Linked DNA regions of Mus musculus: all the other regions are linked to region 2. Evidence: chromatin contacts called from public ChIA-PET data. All regions are on one chromosome and are shown on one strand. Each heading gives the region's core, a stretch centred on a gene start, on an enhancer-like site or on the middle of the called end of the contact. The rest is flanking DNA. Distances are from core to core; before and after follow the strand shown.

The links. ChIA-PET counts read pairs in DNA pulled down with a chosen protein or histone mark.
Region 1: a contact with region 2 is called in an RNA polymerase II ChIA-PET map of effector CD8 T cells, with 9 read pairs. The contact joins the enhancer-like site here to the promoter of Lcor in region 2. A contact is called at or near these places in 3 of 39 promoter capture datasets (cranial neural crest, hippocampal neurons and pre-B cells), 17 of 484 Hi-C or Micro-C datasets (the C10 cell line, the HL-1 cell line, the N1E-115 cell line and 11 more), 7 of 115 datasets of contacts at active chromatin or transcription factors (effector CD8 T cells, embryonic stem cells, epiblast stem cells and 3 more) and 1 of 9 other capture datasets (embryonic stem cells).
Region 3: a contact with region 2 is called in an RNA polymerase II ChIA-PET map of memory CD8 T cells, with 30 read pairs. The contact joins the promoter of Frat2 here to the promoter of Lcor in region 2. A contact is called at or near these places in 1 of 39 promoter capture datasets (pre-B cells), 3 of 484 Hi-C or Micro-C datasets (the AML12 cell line and embryonic stem cells) and 2 of 115 datasets of contacts at active chromatin or transcription factors (memory CD8 T cells and pancreatic cancer cells).

Annotation. Positions count from the first base shown.
Region 1 is chr19:41,766,897-41,772,022 of GRCm38.p6, reverse strand. It overlaps Arhgap19 (Rho GTPase activating protein 19), which reads left to right. Exons shown (of 12, transcript NM_027667.3): 12 at 1,827-5,126. The coding sequence ends at 1,837. Among named protein-coding and RNA genes, the nearest start is that of Gm19424, 22 kb to the right of the region's middle. Within about 2 kb of position 3,107, at least 22 of the 459 cell types and tissues checked have an H3K27ac peak or open chromatin away from gene starts, as enhancers often do. A contact at or near this core is called in effector CD8 T cells, where this site is marked.
Region 2 is chr19:41,480,701-41,485,278 of GRCm38.p6, reverse strand. It overlaps Lcor (ligand dependent nuclear receptor corepressor), which reads right to left and starts at 2,597. Exons shown (of 8, transcript NM_001370767.1): 1 at 2,496-2,597; 2 at 1,679-1,752.
Region 3 is chr19:41,844,963-41,849,613 of GRCm38.p6, reverse strand. Frat2 (frequently rearranged in advanced T cell lymphomas 2) reads left to right here and starts at 1,482. Exons shown (of 1, transcript NM_177603.3): 1 at 1,482-3,642. The coding sequence starts at 1,703. The coding sequence ends at 2,398.

The DNA of each region.
Region 1 (5,126 bases), core at 1,858-4,357, 290 kb before region 2:
TGAGGAACGCATCGTCTCCTGTCAGAACACCCTTCCTCCACCTCCTGTCCTGAGGACAGTGCTCTTGTCTTCCTCTTCAGTGTTCCGGTTTTCCCTTCTGTTTACTTTTATTTTTGTGGTGATAAGGATTGACTCAGCGCTTCACAAAGGCTCCAAGATTGAGCTGCACTCTGAGGCAGCCCCCTCCTTTCTTAAAAATGCTTTGTTTTCTTCCTTCCTTCCTTCCTTCCATCCTTCCTTCCTTCCTTCCTTCCTTCGTTCCTTTTTTGAAACATTAATTTTCTCAGGTTTTCAGGTTGGCATTAAGCTTATGATCTTCTTACTTCTGCCTCCCGAGTAGCTGGGATTTTAGATATTATGAAGGAGTGCCACATCTGGCTTGTTCAGGGCTCTTTGAGTCTAAGCTTCTACTCTTCTTTCTTGTATTCACCCTCTCAGCACCTGCTCTGCTTCCACAGCTCACTCCCAAATGACATCCTCAGCTCTGAACTCTCCAGCCTCCAGATGTGTCCTTTCTTACAGGACAGTTGATGGAATCCCTGCTGTTCTCAACACTAGAAATTAGTGCAGTGTCCCTGTCACCATCAACAGCCATGATGCAGTCTTCTGCTTAGCACAGGGCTTCTTGGAGTTCTCTGTGTGGAGCTGTCCTGTGCATTCATTGTATGGTGTCTAGCAGCTGTGACCCAGCAGATGCCACTAGCATCCTTCCCTCAGTTGTAACAACTGAGAGTTCCTCCAGATGTACCAGCATCCCTTGAGGATTCAGGGGCAAACTCACCCCAGATGGGAACACATTGATGGAGCACCCCTTCATCAAGGGGCATTATTTTCAGCAATCAAATCTTCCTAATTCTTTTTTCTTTCTTTTTTGTTTTTTTTTTTGTTTGTTTGTTTGTTTTTTTGTTTTTTGTTTTTTGAGACAGGGTTTCTCTGTGTAGCTCTGGCTGTCCTGGAACTCACTCTGTAGACCAGGTTGGCCTCGAACTCAGAAATCCACCTGCCTCTGCCTCCTGAGTGCTGGGATTAAAGGCGTGCACCACCACGCCCAGCTTTCCTAATTCTTTAAAGTCTAGGTGAACCTCTCCTCTCTGAAGCCTTGTCTGGCTAACCCAGCCAGCCAGAATAAGTTTCTGTTGAACTCGTGTCAACAGAAACAATCTAGGGGACAATCACATCAGTGGTGCAGTGCTTGCCTACCACATGCAGTGCCCTGGGTTCAGTTCCTAGTGCCGCCAACACACAGCTTTGCACACCCACCCATCCGCCAACACACACCCTTGCACATCACCCACCTACAACCCTTTTGCTTTCTCTTGTCTCAGTAGTGTCAGCAGCTTGCTGTTTTTGGTTTTAGTAAAGGGTAGTGCTGCTAATAGCAGGACCTCCGTACTCATTAGACGTGGGTCAGTTCTCTATTGTAGTGTGTGTGTGTGTGTGTGTGTGTGTGTGTGTGTGTGTGCAGTAGCTGATGGGGCAGGTGAGTTTCTGTGGGCTGCAGATTCCACATCTGTGAAACGACAGCGTACTACCCCTGCGGTGGGAAGCTGTGAGGACAAATGAGAAAATGGACACAAGGGCCTGGGGCAATAGCCATCACCACACACGCCCTACTAAGTGGTGACTGTTACAGTCAGTAAGAAGACATAACAAACTGGGTTAGACAAGCGGCGCAGACAATGTTTACTTGGTAGAGTCACACTCTCAAATTATTTCATCGTAAATTTGGAGAGAACACTAAGTGTAGATTTTGTGGCTTTTGGTGGGTATTAAAAAAAAGAAAGTTTTAAAGCATGTCTAATTGTCTTGTTTCTCTTTTAACCTAGGATTCTTTTGAAGGCTCTCTTTATTACTTCTGTCCTCTACAGTGAAGTTTCTCTTCAGTGGGACAAGTGTTATTTCTCTTCTCAGTGAAGCTTGGACCTGCAGCTGCTTGCTGCATTTTGACTTGTGAAAGCCAACTCATACCCTGACCCGACTGATACCTCTAACCCCCTCACTGGATGTCTCTGAAGCTGTGCGTCTGTGGAAGTGCTGTGCTCCGTGTTTGTTTTTAATGTCAGAAGCCACTAGTGCCTGCCCCAGCTTACACAGTGCAGCAGGTAGGCAGGGCCAGCCACACCTACTCAGTGTGCTTAGGTCGGTTGGTTTCTTCAAACAGGATATTTTGTGTTAATTGTTAGTAATATTTTTAAAAGTACTGTAGGTCTTAGTGGAGTATTATTATTTCCAACTGGTATTTGAGGCTTTCCTCTGTGTCAGTAACTGCTTGTTTTAGAAGCCATTATTTTGATAATTAAGCGAATTACAAGTTAAATGCTTTTGACCCCTTTTTATTTTAAGCTTGAGTAATCTCTTTATCTTTGTGTTCAAAGAACTTACAGCTTTCCTAGACAATCTATTATTTCTTGTGTCTAATATAGAGGACTTGACCTGGCAATGAGAAAGAGGTCAGTACAGTGTATTTAACACATCTCAGTTATTAAGCTGCACCCCATACCCCTGTCTTCCCCTTATGATGTGAGATGGCTGTGTGGTTGTTACCTTGGTGATGTGAGATGGCTGTGTGGTTGTTACCTTGGTGATGTGAGATGGCTGTGTGGTTGTTACCTTGGTGATGTGAGATGGCTGTGTGTTTGTTACCTTGGTGATGTGAGATGGCTGTGTGGTTGTTACCTTGGTGATGTGAGATGGCTGTGTGGTTGTTACCTTTGTGATGTGAGATGGCTGTGTGGTTGTTACCTTGCTTCTTTCATTATCATCCTCTCACCTAGAACATGGCTGGTGCCACTGATACACTCTGTGCCTGGTTACTGTCACTTTGGAAATGTCATGATCTGCTACTTAGAGGAGCTTGCTGCAGTGTGCATGTGGTGAAAACAGAAGCAGGCCGAGGGGCTGGTTGGCTTGGGTAGGATGCTGTCACTCATTCCTAGGGATCAAATGTGCTGCTCACCTGTCTCCTGAGAGCAGGTTGGCATCAGGAAAGGCACGAGTGGCAGTCTCTGCAGGGTCCCCAGAGGGAGCAGTTGTTATGTGTCCCCGTAGTCTAGAACAGTTGCTTCCTGCCCATCTCCTTGTCTGGATGGGTACAGGAAGTGGTGGAGCGTGGAGAGCCACTGTCTCCTGAGCCGCAGGTGGCAGTTGCGGATGCTGAGGTATGGGCCTGGCTCTGTGGAACTAACTGTGAAACCATGCTCACCCTACTGTGGGGAACCAGATACCCAGCAAAATACGGTTCCACACTGATGATAGACAGTTGAACTTGTGTTATTGTTGAGATGAAGGCTGATGTTGTCTATCTGTCGGCCCTCTCTTCCATCCTACACTGTTTCATTGCTGTAACAGCAGTGCTGAAGGAAATGTGATGTTTTCCCTTCTAGCTGGATAGTTTGGGAGCATGGAGGTGTGTGATCTATAGTGGATTTTAAGTTCCATTCTCTAAAGCAGTTTTAGGTCATCCTTAAGGATCTTTATTAGCAAATTCATTTGTCTAGGTTTCTGACTCTTTCTGGTGATGTTGTTACTAAGAAAAAGGTTCTTTTCTTTTTGAAATATATTTCTTATGCCAGGTATATAGTGAGGTCAAACAGAAACCTCCTTTGTGTTAGCAAATCAGAGATGTTCTCCTCAGCATGGAGCCTGCTTTCAGTGTACCCCACCATGCTGGAATGTAGCACTATGCAGGGATGCAAGCCAAGCAGTGCCTTGATGCAGCCAGGAGTTACACACTCTGTGAGCAAGAAAGAGAGAGCGCGGGACTGAGGAGCCTAGTGTGGGTAGAGGGAAGCGATGCCCAGGGATGGTCTGGGTGAGAGAGAGGTGCCCCATGCGCTTGCTCTCTGTGGCTGGCCTCTTGGGCAGTGAGTTACCACGTGCATTTGGGAATGTGGATTTCATTTATTTATTGGATAGTCATTACTTGCTGTAAGGGTATTTTAGGTCATTTTTTCTTGTAGAAGCTGTGATCCAGTGCAGAATAGACTTGAGGAAAAGCATAACCTTTTGAGTCTTGTAACATGTGGCTTTGTAACCTGTGGTATCTTCTTGGAAACGCAGACAGAAGCTCCATCGTCGTCACAGAAGGTTGCTGCCGTCCTTCTGACAAGGCGTACAGTTGCTGTTTTGAGCCAGTATTTAACTAATGTTTTTAACTAATGTTTGTTTGAGACAGGGTTTCTCTGTGGTCCTGGCTGTCCTGGAACTCACTCTGTAGACCAGGCTGGCCTCGAACTCAGAGTTTTCCTGCCTCTGCCTCCCCAGGGCTGGGATTAAAGGCGTGAGTGTAGTCACTGCCTAGCTGACCTGTGTCTTAAGGGTTTTTATTATATTTATTTTCCATGTTGGCGTAGTCTTTGTGACAGAACCTTTCTTTTCTTTCTGGGTTAATCGTCATAGGCTTTGATGTTGTGTCAAAGTGTCATCTGGTGGTTATTGTTGCCAACTATGAAGAGACAGATCCTATCTGATCTGTATCTGCACTAGGTAAATGAATAGAGGCTGTGGGCCCTTTCTCTGACGTTCCACAGAAGTGGATTTTCTCACTGAGACCAGTGATCAGGTTTGAACCCGCCCCCGCCCTGTCCCCCCATTCCCCATGTCACATGCACTGTGTAGGGCACAGGTGGGAGACAGTATTGGTTAGAACCAAGTGCTGGAACATTCTAGAAGCACAGCTGATGGGGCCTGAGGGAACCCACAGTGGTCCCTCCACACAGCATGTGCTATACTCTGAAGGTCCTCCCAGAGTCAGTCAGGAGTGATGAGGAAACACCCTGGGGGATGAGGCAGCACAGGATGCTGACTGGCAGGTTGTGTGCTGAGGTCTCTTTTCTGTGACATCCTTTCCTCTGGAGACAGCATCATCCCTGCTCTCCTACACTCTAAAGTCTTCAGACTGAAGTGAGGGTCCAGATCTAAACCAGCAGGACTGTCCCAGAGTTTGCAGAGAATCTGGCTTCCTAAGATGAAGGTTTTGAGTGACCTTAGTCCTGGTAGCCTGATGTCAGACTCCCTGTCAAAAAGCTGGCTTTACTAGGCAGCCAGTGCTGAAAGCTGTGTGGAGGTAGGGCAGTGAGGAGATGGAGGATAAATAATAACCTGAGTGCTTTGTCACCATGGAAACT
Region 2 (4,578 bases), core at 1,348-3,847:
AAAACACTCCCCTTAGAGAACAAAATTACATGTAACAAAAGAGAAAATATGACGCCCAATTGACTTTAGCTGAGCAATTATCGATAAGTATTAGTACTTAAAATACCATCTGTAGCTGGGATTCTAAAAGCTCCCGGACATCATCTAAAAATGGAAATCTAGAGTTCCAAACATTCGCTCAGAAAAATCAGTCACCAACTCAAAAACATTCTCCAAAGACTCCATTTGACTCTGAGAGTCAATTGAGGTGTTTACAGGAGAATTTTATTAGGAAACAAAACAAAACATTTTTGTCCAGAAGCAGTTATCAACCACTAATACAATTAATGAAAAGAAAGGGGAGGTCACAGAACACAAGGATTTTAAAGCAAACAGCATAGGGATACTCATTGAAATAATTTAAACAAAAGCTGTATCTACACAAGAAATTTGAAGGGTTGCATTTCTCAATTCCACAGTATTTTAAGCACTAAAATGCCCTCCAGGACACAATCAATCACCAAGAGTAAAACACTACAAAAAAACAAAACAAAACAAAACAAAAACAAAACCCTTCTAGTTTCAGTCTTTTGTATTAACTAAGAATCCAGAAAACGCCTCAATTAGATGTTTCTCAAAACCTGCCCTGTACACTTACTTGACGATGACAAATAACGTAATTCCTAAGTGCTTAAGCCCATGTCACATTATAGCAAATGTGTGACAGGTCATGGAAAACAAAACAAGCAGAAGCAGAAGAGAGCAAAGACAGCTAGAGCCGAAACGGCTGCTTCCTGGAGGGCAGGGCAGGGCTTGGATTGGCAAGAGGGAAATTTTAACCTGTATTCAAAAAGGTAAATCACCTCCTCCCCCAAAATTGCTCAGATTTTCATTATTTACCCAAGTATACATTTAAAAATATATACTTTTAACCTCTGGACAACCAAAGTGGTATCAAATATCTTACCGAATTAATTACATTTGGTATTACAGTCTAAGTCTTTAATAAATTCACAATACACATTTTCATAACGAAATACTGCAAAAAATGGCAGTGCTCATTTTCTCTAAGTACAGGTTACCTTATTTTCCACTTTTTTTAAAGTTTTAGTTTTGCTTTTTCATCTATTACCAAAAAAACATCCCTTATGGGACATTGTAAAAGGGCAGACCCTCCTGTCAAGCCAGAAGGCTCCAACACAAAGACTGAGCTAACCAAGTGCTGTAATTCTTCCAAACTGAGGCTCTCCACACCCCCTCCACCCTCCCCCCCCCCCAGCAGATATGTCTATTAAATCAGTGTCTGTTCTCCCCCTCGCACAACAAAGAGAACTTCTCACCGCATGAAATTGCCGCTGAATGGACACCAGAAAGCAGGATTTGCATAATTCCTTCCAACGAAACCCCATCGGGAAAGAGGGGACCCCGGGCCCAAGTGGACGGACAGAATTTCCCAGGTCCGTCTGAGGAAGACCTGAATCCCTAGAACGCGCCCCATCCACACGGGGGGCTGGAATTCCGGGCCTCCCCGAGGACTGGGCGTGGGGGACAGAGGACGACGAGAGGGCATTTCCCCACACATCAGCCGCACCGAAGCAGAGACGGGGAAATAACAATGCTGAGGACATTAGAGTCAGACACAAGGATGGACAGAGGCTAGGGGGCGGCGGGTGGAGCAGACACCACAAGAGCCACTTACTTTTTGGAGGGGGGTTAAATATGTGAGTTAAGCCCTTATGGTCCCGCCGGCCGCCGCACAGAGGGAAACGGGACCTTGGGAGAGAAAAACAGACAAAACACACAGTGTGAGAGGTGCAGCTCGCCTCCCGGCCCCTCCCGGGCGCCCCCCACTCCCGTCCACGCTCCCGCCGCCCGGGGAAGCGCGCCGGTCGCCGGCCGCCGGGGCTCCGCGGAGGGGACCAGGGTGACCCCCCCGCCCGGCTTCCCACCCGGGCCTCCCCGCCGCGCGCGCACGCCAAACACAAATCCGCACACACCGACCCGTGCGTCGAGGACTAACTCCGCAGCCGCCGCTGCCAGCAGAGGAAGTGCAGCCGCTGCCCCCCGCGGCCATGACACCCCACTTGGCTCGCTCAGGCGGACGCGGGGCCTGTGACAGCTCCGGCTCCCTCCGCCCCCATCTCCACCTCACGCCTCGCACACGCCCGAGCGCCGCCGCGCGTGCACGCGTGCACGGGGGCGCGCCGCCGGCGTGGGGGAGGGGCGCGGGGCGAGGGCAGGTGGGGGCGACCCCGTGCGTCCCGGCGCGCTGGCGGCGGCGGCGGCGGGCCCGGCGTCCACAATGCGCCCGCTGGGGGAGAGGCCGCGCGTCCGAGCCCGCCCCGCGAGCCGAGGGGAGGGGCGCCGCGGCGGCGCGCTCGCGCTCCGGGGGGTGGGGGAGGGGGCCGAGCCCGGGAGGGCGCGCGGGGCCGGAGCGCGGCGGACTCTGCCCTGCTCCCTCCCACGCACGGGAGGCCGGCGGCCGGGCGGCCCGGGGCACCGGTGGAGGGCCTCACCTACACAGTGGATGAGCTTGTGGCGCCACGAGTCCAGTTCTTGCCGAAAGCCGCGTCTCTCAACGGAGCATTGCTGCCGCCTACACACCCTCGCCATCTTCTGCCGCCCGCCCGGCCCTGCCTCCGCCGCGGCCCCGCGCACGCCCAGCCGCGTCGCCCGGGGCCGCGCACGCACCCGTGGCCTGGGCGTCGCGCCTCCCGCCGGGGGCGGCGCGGGGGCAAGGCTGCGCTCACCTCCCCGTGGCCCCGTGGCGGCCCGCTCCTCCTCCCGCCCGCCCGCCCGCCCGGCGTCCCCGCGCACCAGCTCTGCGTCCCACGTCCAGTCCCCCCGCCCCGCCCGGAACGGCGTCTTTCTACGCCGGCGCTCGGTCCCCGCGCCGCCCTCGCTCTCCAGGCAGGCCACGGTGGCCCCGGCCCTCCCCGGGGCTTTTGGGTTTTAAACTAGTCCCATCTATCACTTCCTACCTGCCTATCGGCCCGCACCAACTGTTGCAAGTTCCGCACCATTGCTTCTCGCAACTTCTCGGTCGAAACGGCTCCTCCCACGGGGGCGCCGTGCAAGAGCAGAAATAGGAATAAATGCCCGGATGCCCTTGGAGGCATTGAGCCCCGAGGTTTGCAAAGGTGAAGTGGATAATTTTAAGTTTTAAGTTATCGAAATGCTTCGCCGGTATTCATAAGCCCCAATTTAAAAAAAAAAAAAAAAGAAAAGGGTTTTAAGTCAAATAAAAAGCCTAGGGGATCTCTTACTAGCAAGACTGATCATAGTTGAAAGTCTTAAGAGAGCTGAGAAAAAAAAATGTGCTAGTAGAAAATGAATTTCAAACTTTCAAACAACAGCTTAAGAATATGTTGGGAAATATACGCCCAGATCCGTAGTTCAGGAAAGGACTCAGAACATTTTGATGAGAAAGGATTTCCAGGTGCCTTCTGGGATAATTAAACCACCTTGCACAGGGAGCCTTGTTTTGTTTAAACATCACACTATTAATTACTTGATTTATTTGAAAGAGAGGAGAAAGAGCAAGGAGGAAATAGGAAATGAAAAAAACGGAAATGGCTACTTACCAATACAAGCTAGGTGGCCTCTTCCTCACCCTTAGAATTTGAGAGTGCATTCCTTCTAAATATTTAAATGTAAGTATTTCTGTAGGTAAAACAAAATCATCACTTGACCTCAAGGATTCCACTGATGTGTATCAAGTCTGGGTCTTTGAAGGGAGGGCGCTCTGGCGTGGGAACGGGGGTAACTGCCCCTAAGAATGACTTGGTGGGTCTCCTGGATAGGAGTAAGATTACGGGTAGTAGGCACCTTCCATCTCAGAGCCAATTAGATTTCCACAATTCTCAAAGCCCGCACTGTTTCATCGCTTTAGACTACTACACCATCAGCCGACCACGATGGTGCACACCTGGTAATAGCAACAGTTCGGTGGGCTGAGAGGCAGGATTGCAAATGCCAGGCCAGCCTGGGCAACATAATGAGACCGTGTCTCAAAGCAAGACCCCTGGCAAATAAAGTCTTAGGTCAGACTTCGTTGAGTTTCTGTGTGGTTATTACTACCCTGGGTTAGGTGGGGAGAAGATCAAAGGGAAATGACCGCTAGCTGGGAGAAACCATCCCGTTCCCTATCTCTAGCGTGAAATTCCTTTCCTCACCACTAGGTGGTGGGTTTCAATCTTGTAGATTTTAAGCAACTTTCTGTGATGGTTGGAGAAAGTGTTTCATAAAACATTTTGTTGTTTTTAATAAGTGAGCAATGTACAAGTTAAAAGTAGTTAATAATATACTTTTCAAATCAGGATCCATATGTTTTAAAACAAGTCAAGGGAAATAGTTTCTCAACATAACCTCTTGGAACAGTGGTTCTCAACCTTCCTAATGCTGCGAACCTTTAGTACAATTCCTCAGGCTGTGGTGACCCCCAACCATACAATTATTTTGTTGCTTCATCATAACTAATTTTGCCACTGTTATGAATCGTAATGTAAATATTTTTGGAGATAGAGGCTTGCCAGCAGGGTCACAACCCACAAGTCGAGAACCCTTGAAGTCTCAACCATACAGATTCAGAGATTTCTA
Region 3 (4,651 bases), core at 233-2,732, 370 kb before region 2:
CCAACACTTGGGAGGTAGAGGCAGGTGGATTTCTGAGTTCGAGGCCAGCCTGGTCCACAGAGTAAGTTTCAAGACAGCCCGGGCTATCAGGGCTATACCGAGAAACCCTGTCTCGAAAAAAGAAAAAAAAAAAAAAAAAAAAAAGAAGTCTCAAAGGAAGCTAGCCAGGATGCTCCCAGCACTTGGGAGGCAGAGGCAGGCAGATCTTTGAGTTTGAGGCCAGCCTGGTCTACAGGGTGAGTTCCAGGACAGCAGGGCTACTCAGAGAAACCCAGTCTAAAAAAAAAAAAAAAAACCAACCAGGCAGTGGTGACGCATGCTTTTAATCCCAGCACTTGGGAGGCAGAAGCAGGTGGATTTCTGAGTTCGAGGCCAGCCTGGTCTACGGAGTGAGTTTCGGGACAGTCAGGGATACACAAAGAAACCCTGTCTCGAAAAACCAAAATAAATAGATAAATAACCATAACCAAAACCAAACCAAACCAAAAAAAAAATATATATATATATATAACAGGCAAACTGAAAAATGTCAATTTCACCTGTAACATGACTCATATACACAATAAGGTTTTCAATGACTAAATTCTAGTCGTTTCAATGAATGACGTATATCACATATTAATAAGAGTGTATTCACCCAGTTCTAGGTTTTCCATACATATTACAAAAAATAAAAGGGCCAAACTAAAAAAAACTCTTATCCTTTGACCTAAAACTCCACTCTTAGGAATGTACTCTGAAAAATGAATCATAAATTTGGAAAAGTTTTATGGGAAAGAGCATTAGTCACACACTTACTACAACGGCGAACTCAGAGAAACAGCAACCGTTGAAGGAATTTAAACAATTACAAGTACTTAATGGAAACTTACGTAATCGGTACAGTGTTTTCAAAGCGCGTGCAGTCACCGGAAAAAGCGTTTATAATTTAATGCGACTGCAATGCTTTTGTGTGTGGCTGTATAATGTACAAAGAGGAGGATGAAGGGGGGGGGGGGAAGCCTGTTAATCTCGTTTGAATCCTATGGTTACGAGAACATTTTCGTTTGAACTACAAAAAAAGTCAATTCGATGTAGCTCTGAGAAACCGGAGCAAGTCTGAGAAGCTCTGACCACAGGGTCGGCTTCCCAACCGTCGGGGTCGCCCCTCCCCGGGCCAGCGCAGGCGTTACCCACACGTGGGGCTGGAGCGGGCGCGGCAGAGGAGGGGCTGGGTGTGCTGGGGGTGTGTCCGCGAGTGGGAGCAGCCAATTGGCAGTCGCCGAGGGTGCCTCCTAGGACCGAGAGGTCCTAGGACCTGGGCTCGGCGAAGTCGGTGCCCCGTCCCCGGAATCGCTCGCAACCATATAAACTATCTCTGGGCAGACAGTGTGGGCAGTGGTCTCGCACGGTTTGCGCCGTCCCGCGCCCCTAAGTCTTCTAGCGAACGTCTCCCCCCACGGTCGCGCGCGGTGGTAGGAGCCGCGCGACGTCACCCATTGTTTACAAATCAACCCAAGCCGGCAGCGTTCCGGCTCCCGCGGCTCTAAGGCGCGCGGTACCTCTGCCCGGTGGTCCCGGCTTCCGCATCCCCAGGCTCGGCCCCCTCCTGGCCCGGCTTGGGCCTCCGCCGCGCTCCCGCCCCAGCCGCGGCTCGCCGAGCCCGCGGCCAACCGAGCTGCCAGCGACGCCCGCACAGCCGCGGGGGCCCGGGCGGGGGGCCATGCCTTGCCGGAGAGAGGAGGAGGAGGAAGCCGGCGACGAGGCAGAGGGGGAGGAGGACGACGACAGCTTCCTCCTGCTGCAGCAGTCGGTGACTCTGGGCGGCTCGACCGACGTGGATCGGCTCATCGTCCAGATCGGCGAGACGCTGCAGCTGGACACGGCGCACGATCGCCCGGCCTCGCCGTGTGCCGCCCCGGGTCCCCCACCCGCGCCTCCGCGGGTCCTGGCGGCGCTGTCGGCGGACAAGACCGGGACCCCAGCGAGGCGGCTGCTGCGGCCGACGGGGTCAGCAGAGACCGGGGACCCTGCGCCTCCGGGGGCCGTGCGCTGCGTGCTGGGGGAGCGCGGGCGTGTGCGGGGCCGATCGGCGCCCTACTGCGTTGCGGAGATCGCCCCGGGTGCCAGCGCGCTTCCCGGGCCGGGGCGGCGAGGGTGGCTCCCCGGCTCCGTGGCTTCTCACCGAATCCAGCAGCGGCGGTGGACAGCAGGCGGAGCGCGCGCGGCCGACGACGACCCGCACCGGCTCCTGCAGCAGCTCGTGCTCTCCGGAAACCTCATCAAGGAGGCGGTGCGCAGACTCCAGCGAGCGGTCGCCGCGGTTGCGGCCACGAGCCCCGCGAGCGCTCCGGGGTCCGGGGGTGGCCGAAGCGGACCGGACTCAGTCACTCTGCAGCCCTCGGGCGCCTGGCTCTGACAGGGGATCCCTGGAGGAGGAAGAGGACGCCGCTACGCTGATCCAACAGTGTCTTGCCCGGGACTGTGCGGAGCAGGAGCTGTCGTCCATCCCTCGGGCTACAGCCTCAAAGTTACCGGCCGCGAGAGGCTGTTAGAGAAAACGGACTCTACTGAGTAGCACCAGCAGCCGAGGACCTGGGATCTACCGGTTGAACTGTGGCAGCTACTTAATCCACTTGGACCTGACTTAGCCCTTATCGTGTGCTTGGATTGTTTATAGATGTGGCTCGCAGGGGCGGGAATCGGGAGGGCTTCTAACAATACTTGAAAAACCAATAGTAGATATGATCTCGTTATTTTCGGGTACAGAAGCTTTCTGAATATGGTGCTACAATTGCAGAGCAGAGCGGTTCTAGGGTGAAGAACATAAGTTGGCAGATTTATGTTGGTGGGTTGACAACGCTTGCTTTCCCCTGCTTAATTTGTGATTATGAAGGTTGGGGACCTGGTTGGTGAATTCTTGAAGGTGGGGAGAGATGAGTTTAAATGGGGACATGCAATTGATTCGACCTTGCCAACTTGAACTCAAGGTCAGGTTGGTAGAGTGGAGTGTTGTGGGATTCTTGGGAGCGCTCACCCCAGTGTCTTTTTCTGGAGCCAAGCACAGACCGGAGTGTCCCTTTGCCACCGCGTGGAGTCTCCCGAGGACACGGCCGACATGGCCATCCTTGTAGGAAGAGTTATTTGCGGTTTCTGTGCTTTGCTTTTCCAGAACTACTTCTGCTAGGCCACTCTTTGGCCATAGCTCCAGCTTTCTCAGAAATGGTCATAAGCAACCTCCTGATCTCCCTGCGGCCATTGTGTTTGTGGTGTGTGTGTGTGTGTGTGTGTGTGTGTGTGTGTAGGGGGGAAAGCAGTGGGCACACTTTTCTGCTCTTTTGACCCTCTGCAGAGTTGGAGGGCGCCTCTCCTGCTAAACCTGTCAGTTCTTGGTGAGTGACTGAAACTTTTTTAAAATGTGACTCCCAGAGGAGAAAATGCTGGCTTTTCCTCTTGTGAACCCCGAGGGGCACCTCAGGTGCCATCCCAAACTTTAAGGTAGCTAAACTTTTTTTTTTTTATGATTCAATGGCTCGGTCATCCTCCAGATGTGGCTGTTGATGTACACTTCGCAACGGAGTGTCTGAAATTGTGGTGGTCCTGATTTATAGGATTCATAATTAAAATGTCTGCTGAATAAATTTGGTTTTTGTTTTGAAAAAATGGTCTTTGTTTTTGTTTGGAGTTAAGAGGGGGAAGAAGACCTATGTGAGGTATCTGTACTTGGGGTAACTGGGGGGCTGGGGCTAGCGCTATGCTTTAGTTAACTCCTGGAGGCGGTATGTTTGAGTATCTCTGGCTGTATTTTCTTTCTTTCTTTTTTTTTTTTTTTTTGAGACAGGGTTTCTCTGTGTAGCCCTGGCTGTCCTGGAACTCACTTTGTAGACCAGGCTGGCCTCAAACTCAGAAATTCACCTGTCTCTGCCTCCCGAGTGCTGGGATTAAAGGCATGCGCCACTATGCCCGACTTGTATTTTCTTTTACACACATTCTGAGATAGGTTCTCAGTGGCCTAGAGCTCACTATGTGTAGGTCAATCAGGCTAGCCTCATACTCAGAGATTTTTCCCTATCTCTGCTTCCTGAGTTGCTGGGGTTACAGGATGAACGGTGTTCACTTCACCCAGCTATCTGCATTTGATACATTTACACATTGATTTGTTCAGTGTATGGAGGGTTCACATATGCATTAGGAAAGCCTATGAAAATCAGATGGCGATTGTGGCAGCTTCTCCCCTTCTACTTAGGCCCTAGACATCAAATTTGGGTAGTCTGGCTTGGCGGGGAATGCTTTGAGAACTTGAGGACAAGGAGGCGCTGTGCAGGGAGGGGAACATTCTAAGAATGGGAGCCTTCAGCCGTGGTCTATTGGGCGAAAGAACCCAACGTTGGTTTGTTTTGAGACAAGATCTGTGTCGTCCAAGCTGTCCTGAAGCTTGCCATGTAGACCAGGCTGGCCTTATTCCCTGCCTCTGCCTCCTGGGTGCTGGGTGCTGGGATTAAAGGCCTGTGCCACTACATCTGGCAAAACCCAAGATTGAGCCATTTCTTTGGCAGTCATTGAATGATTTGGGATAGTCACAAGGATTAGATCGAAGTTCTTTTGTTTTTTGGTTTTTCGAGACAGAGTTTCTCTGTGTATCCCTGGCTGTCCTGGAACTCACTTTGTAGAC